2 separate regions of the Zea mays genome follow, and region 2 is linked to region 1. Evidence: chromatin contacts called from public Hi-C data. All regions are on one chromosome and are shown on one strand. The core of a region is the stretch at or near the end of the contact, and the rest is flanking DNA. Distances in the headings are between cores, read along the strand shown. Region 1 holds the start of LOC100274305 (Photosynthetic NDH subunit of subcomplex B 5 chloroplastic). Region 2 holds the start of LOC100192760 (myosin heavy chain).

Region 1 (7,854 bases), core at 3,047-5,546:
TTTATGCATTACTAGTAGAGCCATCCGTAATACTGATGTCATGATCAAGATGTGCTTTCCTAATTTTGCCACTTGAGGGCAACAAAAAAAATGATGCATATGCAAAGAAGTATATTTTTCCCCAGCCTATGATAGGGCTAGTTTGACCAATCCATGGTATCAGTGTCAATATATTATATAGCACTAGTAATTTAACTTTATCTATTGATCAACCAACCCATGTATACATGTTTGTTATATTTATCCACTATCTGAATTGTTTTCTAGTTCATTGGCTGGCATAACCAGCAATCTGTACATTCGCGTTCTTCCTTATGAATTCAAATATAAACTCGAACAAATTTAATGAACTACTCTTTAGGTTTCAGATATCTGCAGATTTCATCACCACAGCTACAAAGATTACTGCGCTACTCTGAAGGAGGATATCCAATACTAGATGTCAGGACTTCTTGCAGAAGCTCTTGGAGCTGCTGCAGGAGGATGTGCACTACTACTTATTGTCATAATTATAATAGTACTTTGCCTACAGCATCGCAAAAGAACCTCAGACTCTTCAGAAAGTGGTTTTTCAGATCAAGCTCTACCAGGTACTGCTTAAGTTACTTTCAATAAAACTTTAAAACTTCAGATAATTCATCTAAAGATACATCTTTCTTTCTATTTTCATAAGTAATAACTTCGTCTTCCACCTATCAGAGTCGCAGGAAGCAAGATGTCTTAGTTTAGAGGAATTGAATTTTGCTACAAGGAATTTCAGCAATGGCAACCTTATTGGACAAGGGACGTTCGGAGAGGTATATAAGGGTTTGCTCCAGGATGGCACAATAGTAGCTGTTAAAAGACGGCATTCTCCTCCTAGCCAGGAATTCATTCAAGAGGTAGCATAATCTTCTTACTTATCCACATGTTCAGTAATTTCTGGTCCCGAATTCGTCGAATGTGCTGTGTTTTAACTTTAGTTTTTTTTCCACATGACGTCCTGTTATAATTTGAAACATAGCCCAGCTTGCTCCACACCCTTCTGACATTGTTTTGAGCTCATGTGTCAGTGCTGTTTTCTTGTCAGGTTAATTATCTAGCATCTCTCTGTCATTGGAACCTTGTAAAACTTTTGGGGTACTGTCAGGAGGATGGCATGCAGATGCTTGTTTATGAGTATATCTCCAATGGCAGCGTATCAACACATTTACATGGTGATTTCCATTGCGTTTTTATCTAACTCTAATGTACAAGAGTAGTGTCATAGGTTCTAATTTTTCTGCTATACTTTTGTAGGTAACAGCCATGCTCTAGGTTCAAGGCTAGAATTCAAGAAGAGACTTTCTATTGCTCATGGCACAGCTAAAGGTAAGCCTTCACAGCATATCGGCTTAGACGCATTCTTCTGTAGCAGTGTCCTTGTGGCAACTACATCAACAATCTTAAATGGCGATATTTTCTTGCTATCCAGGCCTGAGTCACCTGCATTCGCTGACACCCCCTGCGGTCCATATGAATTTCAAAACTTCTAATGTACTTGTGGACGAGGACTTCGCACCAAAAGTTGCAGATACTGGGATTCCAGGCATGCTTGATCGACTTGGTGTTACAGGACTGTCTTCCAGAACATTTAATGATCCTTTCGTGGAACCTCGGTAACAATGGACACACATGTTTCTGATAGTTCTTACATTCATTGCTTACATCAGATAGATACAGTAGAATCATCTGCCTTGAATCTGCTTTGCATTATTTAAGATCGATGGAACTTCTGTTGCATGATCAGAATGAAGGAAGCTATGAACTTGAACTTTTCCATACAAAGCGATGTGTACAGCTTTGGCGTATTCCTTCTGGAGCTAATTAGCGGACGGAAAGCTGTCTCTGATCAATGCATCATTCAGTGGGTAAATAATGGCATCACTGCTTGATGCTTGATGTTTGTCCACCCTTCTCTGCAAAATAACATACCCGTCTCTGGACAGATCTTTTTACTCGTCTGTTCTGTTGATGTGCAGGCACAGAGCTTCCAGGAATCAAGTGACATCTCCGTGATCGCAGACAGCAGAATGGCCGGTGGCTTTACCTCACAAAGCATGAAGGAATTGCTGAGCCTGACAGCACGGTGCGTAAATCCGACGAGCGAGCAGCGCCCGTCGATGAGCTCGGTGGAGGCTGAGATACAACGGATCCGCGAGCAGGAGATCAGCCTCACAGCAGTCATGGCGGAAGGTACCCCAACCGTGACTCTAGGCAGTCAGCTCTTCAGAACATCCAGGTGAAACAAACATCAGTGGGATGTGTAGTCTAGAAGAAAAGCTAGTTCTCTCCTCCTCAGGGCAGTAGACCAGCCTTGTTCTCTTTCGGAATTCGGGAAAAAAAAGAAGAGCCCGTCTTCATAGCGAGCCAGCTGCATCCCAAGTGTAAAAAAAAAAGAGAGGAAACAGCTGCGAGGCTTACCCTTTTTTTCTCCCCAGTTTTGTTACCCTGATGGTTCCTTCCTAATTCTCCCTTTTCTGCACATGTTTTTAGGGGAATTAATGACATTTTCCTTTTGTTGAATAATAATAAGAATGGGTGGGTGGTGGCAAACCAGCGGCTCTTGATTGTTCAGCGCATCAGTCTTGCATGTGTTTTTTTTTCTCTTCCCTTCAAAGTATTGGAGAAAACATGAAAACAAAGGCAATTCATGCAGAAAGTTGAAGCAACAGTCTGCAGAACATGTCGTGTATTATATGGCACGAGGATAGAACAGATTTTCAGGCTCTCCAGTCTTACAGGAAGGATGGCTTTCCTTTTTATTCAAGAGATTTTCCTAGCAGCTACAGCTTCCTTTCACAGGGTTTTTTTTGCTGTGAGGCAACAATCTGAAGGGCAGCGAGCGGTGTACGCAATGCATCTAGGTCGACTTGACGATGTCGTCCCTGGTGTTGACGGTGAAGTCCCAGAGCTCGCCGTACTTCTCGTTGAAGTCCCAGATGTCCATGGAGTTGTAGTCGGCGATGAGCTTGTCGCGGGCCGACCTCTCCATCATGTAGATCTCCGGCTCGAAGTTGTGCGGCTTGTCGGGCTTGCCCATCTCGATGACGCAGAACACCACGATGAAGACGGCCGCCCCGATGTACAGGTACTCCCCCTGGCGACACAAGCAGACGCGTCTCCGATCCGATCAGTAGATGCAGGTGACGAGTTTTTTTTTTTTTTTTTTTTGGGGCACAAATGCTTGGAGCGCAGGAATTTCACAGGAAACAATTCACTTTCCCGACAGAAAGCACAATTCACTTCCGACCAGGAAACTTCGTGTTCCAAACAGGGGACTAGGTACTGGGAGGAGGAAGTGCTGGATCCTTACCGGCACATTGAAAGCCATGCCGAGGATGATCGCAGGAGGAAATGCCCAGGAGATGAGTGCTGCAAGAGATCGCCGCCATTGATGCAGTGCAACAAATGAGCAAGGCAGAAGCATAAAGATCTGAAAGAGCTACACAGTAGTGGTAGTACCTTGAAAGCCCTGAGGAGGCTCAGCTTCTTGGTACCACTCGGAGACATCCTCCCAGAAGCCCTTCTTGTCTTGGGAAGAAAAGCGGGGGGTGTTGCGGTTGTTTGCAGGTTTTTGTTTCACCACAGCACAAAACAATCAGTGGACTATTATTTCTTTTTCTTTTTGCAATGAAGGATATCATATCATGAACAATGGAGTTCTTATTTTTTTCTGGGAGGATAGTAATACCTTGGCCTTCGAAATAGGTGTGGTGTCCGTCATACTTCCCGTACTCGAAGTCCTCCTGCAAGACAAGACAAGACAAGACAGATCCTCTCCAGTGTCATCCACGAACGAACGAACGAAACGTACTCCGTTCTTCAGAGCTCTCGTTCATAGCACAACCTACGTCAAGGTTCACTGCTTTCCTGCGTGTTCCTAGTCTAACTAACTAAGCGCGGAACGACAACCGAGAAGAGAAGAGAAGAAAAGGAAGGAAACGAGGGACGACGACGACGGACCGGGCTGATGCCGTTGGTGCGGTACACGTCGATGGCGTCCTCCTCCAGGTCCGGCTCGATCTCCGACAGCGGCCCAGGCCCGGCCCTCACCACCACCGCGCCGCCGCCCGGCCTCCTCCCGACACTCGAACGCCGGCGGCCGGCGTGCAGCAGCTGTGGCCGCGCCGCCGCCTTCACCCTCAGCTGCTGCGGCGCTGCGTCATGGCGGCGCCGAGCGGTGCTGGGCGCTGCAGATGGCGAGGCAGAGATGCCGGAGGACAGGCTGCTCATTATCTCGCCGCGGTGCTGCGATCGCTGCTGAGTGGTGACTGGTGAGTGCTCCAGCCCCCGCTGCTGGCTGCTGCTGCACTTCACGTTGCGGCCAAGAGACAAAAAAGCAAGCGGATAATGGTGCGCTGGAGTTGGACACCTACCGTCCAGGATTTTTCCGCTGTCTTTTCCTGTCCCTTTTTTCGTTTCTGGAAATAATCAGCTCATAAAAACTCGGTACGATTCTGTGGAACTGAACACCTACGGACGTCCCACAGTAACCCCTCCCCCCGCCAAAAAAAATCGTGATTCTGTGCGCTATATTTGTAAGAAACTGTCGCATGTGCTTTGGTCAACGGACACCAACAAAACAAGTGAGAACTCACTCTTTGTAGGATTATCTGTAACCCTGTCCTTTAAATTTTTCCATGTATATGGAGTGGTTCTTTCTAAATTCTCTCATACACTACACAACGATTTTTTTATAGCGACCTATGGTTGGTTGCTAGAACGTCTTCATCAACCTAGGGTTTAGGGTTTAGATATACACAGTTAATTAGTAGTACAATGGTGCTATGTTTACAAATAAATATACAGTACTAATTTGCATGTAAAGCTCTAACTGAATTCTTACCAAGCATCAATGGACACTAGAACATTTGGCGGCCTTGGGGTGCCCTCGAGATTGCGATGTCACAAGAAGACCCGCACATGACATTGTTACAGATCAGATCCTTAAGCCTAGTAATCAACAAACCAGTTTCTTAAATTAGTATTATACAAAAAAAATGCAATTGCTCCCAGTTCTTTTGGTATCAAGACAACATAGTCCCCCATCTTCATAGTAAGAGAAAAAAAGGCTAGCATCACTGCATCAATAAACTGCCCATGCATTTTTTTTTACTGTAATCGAACGATGAGTAAAGCTCTGACATCACCAGTACTCTACTCGTGAACGCCTCGAAGCCCTGCCTCTGTCCTTACCAGTTGGCGGAGAGTCAATGTGACTCAACTTCAGTCTGGAAGGTGAAAATAAAGCAACAAGACACAAATAAAATGAAATCACGTTGCTGCACTGAAAATACAGAGATGATTTCGTGCATAATCTCTCATACCGAACGTAGCAGAGCTGTCGTGGTACTCAACGGGTGGAGTAGCAGAGCTGTCGTGCTGTGGCATGCTGTTGGCGAAGACGAGAAGAACCAGACAACAACTCTGTGCGGATGGATAGCGGATGAACAACAACACTCCACATTTACCGGTCGTCGAGCTGCCGCTATATTTTAGCGGACCATTTGCCGGTTCTTGCTGGAGCGATAGCGGACACCGAGAAACGCTAAATATAGCATACCGAACGCTTTAGCGCCCCTTGTTGGAGACAGCCTAACACTACCAAGCCTCTCGATTAGAAATGGTAACAGATAAAGACCTGCCGGGTTTTGCTACCCCAGACTCGGTTCCGTCAAACTAAAAACTCGCCACTCTAATACCCCTACTTGTGCACGGATACAATTTCACACTCATACACGTACTCGTGTGGGTATTTTTTATCCGATGAGTACCCATACTCAATAAGGAAAAATGCACAAATATAACAAATATTAATAATACTATCTCTGTATTTTATTTGTCGCCTGTTAGTTCAAAAATGAGCTAGCGAATGAAAAATATTCGAGAATAGAGGTAATATTAGGTCTTTAATATATATATATTTAGAGAGTAATTGTTCAACCGCACAATTGTGTTGGGACTTCTACTCAGGTTGAACCGAGTATAGGTGTGAGCAGTGAGCATGCTGGTGGCGTGCGTCCAGAATTGGACGCTTCGTGCTTCGAACCTTCGACGCTTGGACTCTGACAAATCAATAGGCTAGGCTAAAACTCAAGATAATTGTTGGTTATATTTCAGATATATTTTTACTCACAGGAATACAGATATAGGTTAAATGAGTATGCAACTGAACCCGCTCTACCTGCTGGATCCATGTTAAGTGCATGGATAAAGTATAGTTTTCCCCTTAAGACGCGGATGAAGAAACGCAGCTGGGGCCTTGAGCACGGAAGATTGTTGGCCGCGGATTGAGGAATGCGGCTGAGCAATTGATCGATTGCTATGAACTGGGAACGAAGTGGAAACGCGATATCTCCGGTTACAGATCCGCAGTGTTCGTTCGTCTCTTCACCGGCCGGTGGTACCGAATTTTTTTGTATTTTAGCCCTTAAACAGAAGTAAAATCACGTTTAGACCTAAAAAAATTTTAAACTCAGTTTTGGACCCTTAGCTCGGCGCCATAGGCCATGGCGCCGAGCTAACACAGCTCGGCGCCACAGCCTATGGCGCCGAGCTGTGACGTGGCATCAACGGCTAGCTCTGACGTGGTGCCGTAGCTCGGCGCCACAGCCTATGGCGCCGAGCTATGACGTGGCAGCAACGGCTAGTTGCGGCCCGGCCTCGTAGCTCGGCGCCACAGATCTTGGCGCCGAGCTACAAATTCCTATAAAAACGCCCGCGCGGCTGGCCGAGAGCAGCTCATTTCATCCCATTTCCAAACTTCGTCAAAATTTGCTGGATTCAAAGATTTGAGTTGGTTCACTTCGTAGACCAAGGTATGATTTCCAACTCATTCGTTTTGGATATTGGGTTGTTAGTTTAATAATTTGTATACACCTATTATATTATCATTTCGATTATTAGTTTGTGTAAACTTATTATAAAGCATAACAGGTACAGGTGATAATTATAATCGTTTATTAGATGAAAGACATGTACCGAGAGGCGTTGTGGCAGAAGAGAGGTCGTCCTCGGGAGTTATATCCGGACGTATCTAGCAAGGATGCTCCTGTTCCTCCTGAACTCCCCGTGCCTAACTGTGACTGTGGCAGACTGTCTTGGGTACATCAATCACAACATCCAGACACGGCTGCTCGCTGCTACTACCTTTGTGGCACTTTGGACGTACGTAGCTTATGACTTGTCACTTAATTTTGTTCGCATTCATTATTTTGTAGATATGTAATAGTGCATCTTTCCATTATTTTAGGGACATCAGAGGTGTTTCTTTTTCCAGTGGATCGATGGTCCTGATAAATTTGACCCTCGATATCTTCTTTTCGTTAATTGGTTGAGTGGAAAGACCAGTCATGAGCGTTTTAAGCGTTGGGTACCTCCTCCCCCGAATCCTCCACCAATGACGGATGCGGAGAAGGAGGTAGCAACAGAAAGACATGGTCACGATCTTCCATATGTAATATGGGACAACAAACCCTGAATTGATATGCGGAGGAGGTAGCAACAGAAAGATAGATGCTTATGGGAGTGTTACTTTTGATGGTATGAAGATCGTGACCATGTTGTTCGTTGAAAGACCATCTTTTGACCAGCTTTTGGCTCGAGCTTGTGAGGAGATTAGTTGCGACATAAACGACCCTAGAATATCAATTCAGGGTTTGTTGTCCCATATTACATATGGAACAGTTGTCCGACGGTATAGTGTTACTAGGCTGTCCATCTATTGCAAAAATGGATTACTAACTCAATAATGGCTACATACTTAAGCCTACTAACGTACTAAGTAATAAATATATATTAACTAATAACTATAGAGTAAATATTAAATGAACA
Region 2 (7,854 bases), core at 2,236-4,735, 320 kb after region 1:
GGTGGCCGTGACGTTGTGGCCGCCCATCCTGGCGAGCTGCACGGCGAAGTGGCCGACGGCGCCGGAGGCCGCGGTGACCAGCACGTTCTTGGGCGTGGCGGGGGCGCGAGCCGGGTCGTCCAGTGTGACTGTGACCCCGGCTGTCCGCAGCGACCCGAGCGCGGTGACTGCGGCGATCGGCACGCAGACACCTTCGACGGCCGACACCTCCGGCGGCCTTGCGGCTGTACGAGACGCTGACGCGACCGCGTACTCGGCGAGCCCTCCGCCGTTCTGCCATTGCCATCGGTTGCGCATTCGTTAGTACTCGGTAGTAGAACGAACTCAACTGGCGACTCAAAACACTTGGGACGAAAACCAGTCGGATGGAATATATAAGCAAACTGTTTGCAAGCACGGTCTCAGAATCTTACCGGGAAGTTGATGGCGATCACCTTATCCCCTGGTTTGAAGCTGCTCACTCCAGCACCCAACTCTACGACCTCTCCTGCTAGGTCGAAACCTGTCCTCCAGAAAGCAAACACGATTACTCGCCTGTGCAAATCTCCCGTCCTCACGCGCACTCGGGACGTACGGCACGTCAAAAGCCAAAACTGAAATGGCCATCGATTAAACAAGAGGGAAGGAGTGGGGGGACGAGGCCAGCAGCACGCCATGGCTCTGCTCTGCGTGCTGTTACAGTACCAGAGATGAAAGGGAACCTCCTGGGCATGAAGGGCCGCGCGAAGCCGTTCTGGAACTTCCAGTCGACGACGTTGATGCTGGTGGCCTCCATCCTGATGAGCACCTCGCCTTTCTTCGGCGACGGGATCGGCACCTCCACATGCTGAAGTCGAGCGGAGCAAGCAATGTTCATCAGCAACGGTCAACAGACAGATCATGCGCGCGTCGATCGAAACAGTATCAGCGCACGCACCTTGAGCCCCCGTGCTCCTCCGCCGTATCTGTCGTACTGCACGGCGCGCATCGTGCCGGAAGGTGCGGCCATGGCCGGTCCAGGAGCTGAGGAATAGGGAGATGGAGGAGATGGCACCGGGAGTACTCTAGTAATAATTGGAGGCAGCAGTACAGTACAGTGCCCAACGCCTAGTAGTAGCTAATAGAACTAGCATTGATGAATCATTGCAGCTGCTAGCAGCGTTGTGGGACACTTAACAATACTAATAGAGCCTGTTTGAGTTGATCATATCATTCTGTGTTCTGCCACCATTTCTGTTCTGCCATTCCCGTTCTCATTCCTTGTTCTATGTTCTCTTATTCCCATTTCCTCTCCCCGCAAAGCTCATTCTCATTCCCCCCGTACAGTCCACGTCTAGCTAAAATTAAAAAAACACGTCCTCAAGGGGATTTGAACCCGTGACCTCTCAAGCAAAGGCCAAGAATAGCTACCGCTACACCACATGTGTGTTTATATCTACATCTATGACAGGAAACACGTCTACTACATCTCTCACCAAGCTCACTTGCTACCCTTGCACAATGCGTAGTAGTAGATAAGTATCACTGAGATTTTTGAATTATATTTTTGGATGGAGGTAATATTATTTAAAGAAGAGATTTGCATGCAATTTCTTTTGTTTGAATAATGTATTATACTTAAATTCCTTTTTTGCATGCGTGACATTTTTTCTTCGTAATATTTTTTCTATGGATCAGACTTGTGAGTCATTTTCATAAACCAACGCCAAGCATGAATCCATGTTTCTTACTTGAAATCCAGAACAAACACCATGAGCAGGAGGCACTCGCGTTGGCGTCGCTCATCGATGACGAGAAGAAGCTTGACGACTGTTAGTTCGACCTCTAGAAAGAGTCCTACGTGGTCGCATGCGCCGCTGTGTACGACAAGCTCACGCGAAGCCGCCACTTGGACGCGGTCCAGAGTAGCTGCACCGCGCTGTCCATCGTTAAGCAGAGGGGCCTCATGGTTGTCGCCAGCGTCGACGACTCTCGGGTTGTTCTGGACACCGCATCCGACGACGACGCAATCACGCCGTCTAGCTCATCGTCCACCTGAAGCCCAACCTGCCACGTAAGTCGCTACTGACCGGACATGAATTCTTATGCGCTGGGACGATGGACGTTACTGACGTTGTGTGAGTGTCCTCGAACATGATGTATGTAGTGAAGTAGCGCATCCGGTGGTGCAACGGCCAGGGGTACTACCTCGCTGATGAGTCCGGGGTGCACTTCATTTTGCAGCCCAACCAAGAGTCATCGGTACTCGCCATGTCGCGCGCGTTCGACGACTACTATATCGAGGATTGTGGCGTTATCTTGGCGCCGGAGGTGACGCAGAGGAGGATCGACAACAGTGACCAGTTCGTTATCCTCGCCATCGTCAGGGTACCTTTTGTGCCGGTCTGCCTTTAATTCTCTTCGCAAACACACACACTTACCTTTTGTTTAAGCAAGAGCGTATGGTGGTGTGTGTCTGATGACTAACGATGTACGAGAAAATTTCTTCCGGCATGTGTGGAACGTGCTCTCCAATAATGAGACCATACAAATCATGACATATATCGAAATCTACATGATACTGATGGTTGCAATGTAGTGGTGAAACAACTAGATTAAAATAACAAAATTTATGTATAACTAAGATCATAAATTGATTATAAAATATTTTCTCATAACAATATAACACACATTTGTATATAAGTTATCGTAGTATACTGATATTATATATTTCCGTTGCAACGCACGAGCACTCAGCTAGTATGAAATTATGAGCATTATCATTATTCTATCTAGTGTTAAATTAGTATAAAATCAACTAGCAATTGATTATATTTTTGTAAATATACATGTATATTATTATTTATTGTGGCTCTCGAGCTAGTTTGAGCTTGCAAAAAGGCGAACCGAGTCCGCTCGTTACGTTAACGAGCCAACTCGACATCAGTCGAGCTGGCTTGATACCCAGTCCTAGGATCTATATTAGTTCTCAAGTAACAAGGCGAGAGTACATCATAGCAATAATGTCAAAGTCGATTTGCAGTTGGAGGGGCAGAAAAAAAATCATCAAAATTTCTCTGCATTTGACCCTGTGGAATGAATCGAACCACCCAAAAAGAGCGCAAAAAGGGGTACGGAACAAACATAGGGACTGTTTGGTTCAGCTTTTTTCTGACCAGCTTTTCTGAAAATCTGGCTGTGGAGAGAATCTGGCTGTGTGGAGAATCTGAGTATCATTACGATTACGGGTGTAGGAATATAAAGTTGTTCATAGGGCTCAGGATTTAGAAAGTGACGAATTCCTACTATTACAACGACTCAAGCGATTATGTATTTATGTTGATTTTAGATGGTTTTTGCCCCAACAAATTTTATAGAAGCTGGCTGAAAAGCTGAGCGTTTGGCAGTCCGCAGCAGCTTTTGGTGGCCAGAAGCTGTCAGAAGCCGAAACAAACAGGGCCATAAATTGGCAGGCAGGAGAGTTGCCCTCCAAAAAAAAGATCGACAGAGTAGGAGGGGGCAAACTGCAAGAAGAGCAAAAACTGAAAGCTCTCCAGCGGCGTCGCGAGCGTGCTCTCCCCCACTTCCTTCCCACTCTCCCTCGCCCCGGCATCGCCATCTCCGCGCCGCAGCCGCCCGCCCGCCGGCCCAGATCCCACCGGCGAGCCGCAGCATGGACCGTCTCCGGGCGGGAAGCCCCGTCTACGGGCGGCAGCGGAGCGGCAGCAGCACGGGCTCCTCCTCCCCCGGCGGCGTCTCCCCCTCGCACCACCGCTCCTCCTCCACCTCCTCCGCTGCCTCCGCCGCGGGCGCGCCCGGCACCTCCAACATCCGCCGCACGCAGAACGTCGCCGCGCGCGCCGCGGCCGCGAGGCTCGCGCAGGTCATGGCCTCGCAGAACGCCGCCGCGGCCGCCGGCGACGATGACGACGACGATGACTACCCGCCCCCGGCTCCTGGGAGGTTCGGAAGTGGAAGAGTGGCGCACGGCAGCAACGGCGTGTCCCTGCTTGGACGCTCCGCGAGATCTCCCTCTCCTGCGGTATTTTCCTTCCGGATCTCTTGCTCGTCGCCAATGATGCTGCCTCCCCGTTTAGGAAACGCCCGTTCCGGGCTGCTGTGCGCAAACTAGTCCAAATTGGTCAAACCGAGGCCAAATTATTACGGAAACGTCCATGATTGGATGAAATTTCAAATGAAGATAGTTCCCTCTCGCTAGTGCTAGATCACCTTCTAGTAATGCTCGTCAAATAATTTAGAGCCAGAATTTAGGGAAAATTGATCAGTGCAGTGTGTTAGTGTCTCAGGTTCTCAGGTCTACTCAATTTGCTAACTGCTGTTCTGTGGCCTCCTGCTAATTCGATCTCCTCATGTTTTCATTAGTTAGGTCGGAATATTGTAGAGCCACCTCCTACGGCCCGCTCATCATCGGCAGGCAGGCCAGCTGTTGCATCACGACCCACCACCACAGTGGTGCCGCCAATCAAAACCAACACGACGCTGCGAACACCGTCCCCTATTCCACCGGTGGCTGTGGAGCCTCCAGCGGATCGCACTCGACCGAAAAGGTACACTTGTTACATTTCCCTCAAAGACGTGGAATATAGGTTGCACCCTAAAAATAGACTAGTCTAAATGATTGCATGATCAGTGGTCGCACCAAATGGAACAAAACTAACTGAATTTACTTGTACCACTCTTTGGAAGCAGTGATGCTAGTATGCCAGATGCCACTAACTTACTGCATCTGTCCGCTCTTGCTATGGGGTTTAGTCTGAATTAGCATTTATGTATCGTTGCATCAATGTAAACATTGTCGCCAATAACATATGGCAAACAACATTGCCCATAAATTAACCTGAAAAAACTAATTAACAAAGAAATGTTGTGATTTTTTGAAAGATGACACCAATCACCCAGTAGCATAAATTTGAAATAACAAAATTTCTGTCCACAGTGTACAGTTGCAGCAGTAAGCTCCTGATGTTTTATCTATAGAATGATTTGCATGATTGCTACAGTGGTTACAGTGTAACTGGAATCTATCTCAACTAAATTGGGAATTCTGGTACTAGATTAGATCTTCGGGTGAAAATTTCCCTACTCTGCCCCCCAAAAGTGCATTTCTAGCTCCCCCCCAAGTTAAACTATATATATTTTGACCGAGGTTATTTGTAAGAGTATCGAAATTTATGCCACCAATAAATTTTGATACTCTTACCAATAAACTCGTTATTTTTTTGGAGGGGGGGGGGGGGGCGAGTAGGGAAATTTTCACCCGAAGATCTAATCTAGTACCATAATTCCCAATTTAGTTGAGATAAATTCCAGTTAAACTGTGACCACTTTAGCAATCATGCAAATCATTCTATAGATTAGGTACCGTGAAAATATATTTCATGATAGACTAATGATACTTATTTGGTGTCTAAAATCCTGATAGTCTTCTCTATAAAGTTGGTCAAACTTAGAAATACACTATTTTTGGATGGATGCCAGACAAACACCTTTTCTATATGTTATAGTGAGTGCTGACTGCTGCATGTGAAAGGGCCTCTACTTGAGTTGGTTAGGCGATCTGAGTAGCACTCTTTGGGTTTCGAGTTCGACTCCCCGCGGGAGCGAATTTCAGGCCGGGGTTAAAAAAATCCCCTCATCTATCCCACATTCCCACGACAAAACACAGGTCTAAGGTCCTGACCTCGGTCTTCTTCTTAATATAATATTCGGAGAATGTCTTACCCCGCAGGTCGAGTTTTTTTACAGTGAGTGCTGCATTGCTTTTGTTACAATGGAAACTGGGATTAAATGTTGTTGCATTATAAAATTTCTTCTTATAGATTTTTAAAGAAATTAGGGAAACTGTGATTCAACCCCCTTTTTTTCTTTAGATTTGATGCAGCGCTTCATAGCTCAAGAGAATCAGGACTGAAAAGAGAGGCATCTACACTTCACGATGAGGTGTTCCTTTTTCTCTGAAGATGTTGCTTATATTTTTAACTCATTTTTCTTGTTTAACTGTTAGTTGTTACTGTAACACCGAATACTTGAGAATGTATATCTATGTCAAAGACTAATGTGATACTGTTATACAGCTTGATATGCTACAAGAGGAGAATGAAAGTGTTCTAGAAAAGGTGAAACATCAATACCATTAATATACAGTGAAATGTAGTCATTGTTTCTATGTGGTGCTTCACTAAATTATTTCTTGATCTTAATTGACAGTTGCGACTTGCTGAAGAAAGATGTGAGGAAGCTGAAGCTAGAGCCAAGGAGCTTGAGAAACAGGCGAGATAAGATCAACTAAAAACATGTTAATTTTTTGGATTCTACTCGCTTCATTGGGAATTTGGGATACCTTTGCTCTTTTGTAAGATGTGGTCTGAGTCTATCGCGAAAGGGCCTTTAGCTGAGTTGTTTAGGTGGTTTGAGTAGCACTTCTCAGGTCCTGGGTTCGACTCCTCGTGAGAGCGAATTTCAGGCTGTGGTTAAAAAAATTCCCTCGTCTGTCCCAACTCCCACGCCAAATCACAGGTCTAAGGTCCGGCCCCGGTCGCGGTCGTTCTCATATGGGCTACGGTGCCGTTGTGTATGGGTGGGGCAGGGGTTCGGGGGTTTTCTCGAGCTGCGTGAGGATGTCTTCTTCTTAACATAATGGACGGGGGCTGTCATACCCCCTCAGGTCGAGTTTTGTTTTGGGTCTAAGTCTATATAATTGAATCTGAACCTTAAAATACTGGAAGAATTGGGCCTTTTCATGCTTTGTAGGGTTTTATATCCATGGAATAATTTGGCCTTTTCATGCTGTGTAGGGTTTTATATTCATGGAATAATTTTTCCTTGTGCAGTGTACTATTTGCATGCTTTCTTAGGTCATAATTTCTTGTTATACAGGTAGCTGCTCTTGGAGAAGGAGTATCATTAGAGGCTCGCCTCTTGAGCAGGTTTGTTCTGTGTTTGAATGCACATGTTTTATAAATCCACTACTGATCATGACAAACATGTGCACGTATGTTGGCAGGAAGGAAGCAGCACTTAAACAGAGGGAGGTTAGTTTTCTTCTTGTGTTCTGCTATAGGTTGCTGTCATTCATATGTTATCATACTGCTTGTTTAGCCAATATTATGCATATTGTATCAACTGTTAGATCTAAATTGTTGTTTAATGTTAAAATGAGGATAATTCCTGTCCAGAACTTCAATTACAGTCTTACACTCCGTGTTGTCACTAAAAAAATATTTTCAATTGTTCATGCTAAATACTTACTTCAAAGTTTCATTTGAAAGCACATGAATATCAGGATATGTATTAAAGCTGTTATAAACTAAATAGATGCAGATAAACTTACTTATCCCCTAACTGCACTTTGATGCTAACTTTGTAACTCTTCATCGACACTTCATTCATCCTCAGGCTGCGCTAAAAGCTGCAAGAGAATCAAAGGATGGCAGAGATGGGGAAGTAACAACACTAAGGCAAGAACTTGAGGTAATTATTATTTTGACAAATTTAATGTCGAAATCTTTGTTGTATATGCTGCTTTATTTGACTCCTATTGTTCACTTATCATGTTTTGAATAGTCTGCCAAAGAAGAGGTTGCATCAGCAATGGACCAGCTAAAGGAGGCAGAGTCTGAAACGAAGGCTCTCCGATCTATGACTCAGAGAACGGTCTTAACTCAAGAAGAAATGGTTAGTCTGATTACTGCTTCATACTCCTCTTGTTTTAGTGATATGGATTTTAATCTAGTTAGAACTTTATAGGAGGAGGTTGTCCTAAAAAGATGCTGGCTTGCACGCTATTGGGGCTTAGCAGTTCAATATGGTAAGTTTCCTGATAAATCTTAATGGAGAAGTCTTGAACTTTTTTCTGATTGTACTAACTATTCACTA

Evidence for each region. A called contact is a pair of places that touch in the nucleus more often than the background predicts.
Region 2: a contact with region 1 is called in a Hi-C map of tassel, with 4 times the contacts expected there. The contact joins the promoter of LOC100192760 here to the promoter of LOC100274305 in region 1. A contact is called at or near these places in 3 of 25 Hi-C or Micro-C datasets (ear, endosperm and tassel).

The regions. Positions count from the first base shown.
Region 1 is chr3:158,247,792-158,255,645 of Zm-B73-REFERENCE-NAM-5.0, forward strand. It overlaps LOC100274305 (Photosynthetic NDH subunit of subcomplex B 5 chloroplastic), which reads right to left and starts at 4,297. Exons shown (of 5, transcript NM_001148668.1): 1 at 3,985-4,297; 2 at 3,713-3,767; 3 at 3,484-3,552; 4 at 3,335-3,393; 5 at 2,728-3,118. The coding sequence starts at 4,254. The coding sequence ends at 2,882. LOC100383845 (putative transmembrane protein kinase family protein) reads left to right here. Exons shown (of 9, transcript NM_001176475.1): 3 at 369-590; 4 at 700-881; 5 at 1,070-1,196; 6 at 1,279-1,350; 7 at 1,454-1,637; 8 at 1,769-1,889; 9 at 2,001-2,466. The coding sequence starts at 440. The coding sequence ends at 2,264.
Region 2 is chr3:158,565,058-158,572,911 of Zm-B73-REFERENCE-NAM-5.0, forward strand. It overlaps LOC100192760 (myosin heavy chain), which reads left to right and starts at 3,486. Exons shown (of 17, transcript NM_001309857.1): 1 at 3,486-4,000; 2 at 4,342-4,526; 3 at 5,850-5,919; 4 at 6,054-6,095; 5 at 6,187-6,249; 6 at 6,856-6,905; 7 at 6,983-7,010; 8 at 7,375-7,449; 9 at 7,543-7,653; 10 at 7,726-7,786. The coding sequence starts at 3,632. LOC100283038 (chloroplastic quinone-oxidoreductase) reads right to left here and starts at 1,013. Exons shown (of 4, transcript NM_001155940.1): 1 at 917-1,013; 2 at 685-826; 3 at 414-502; 4 at 1-273. The coding sequence starts at 988.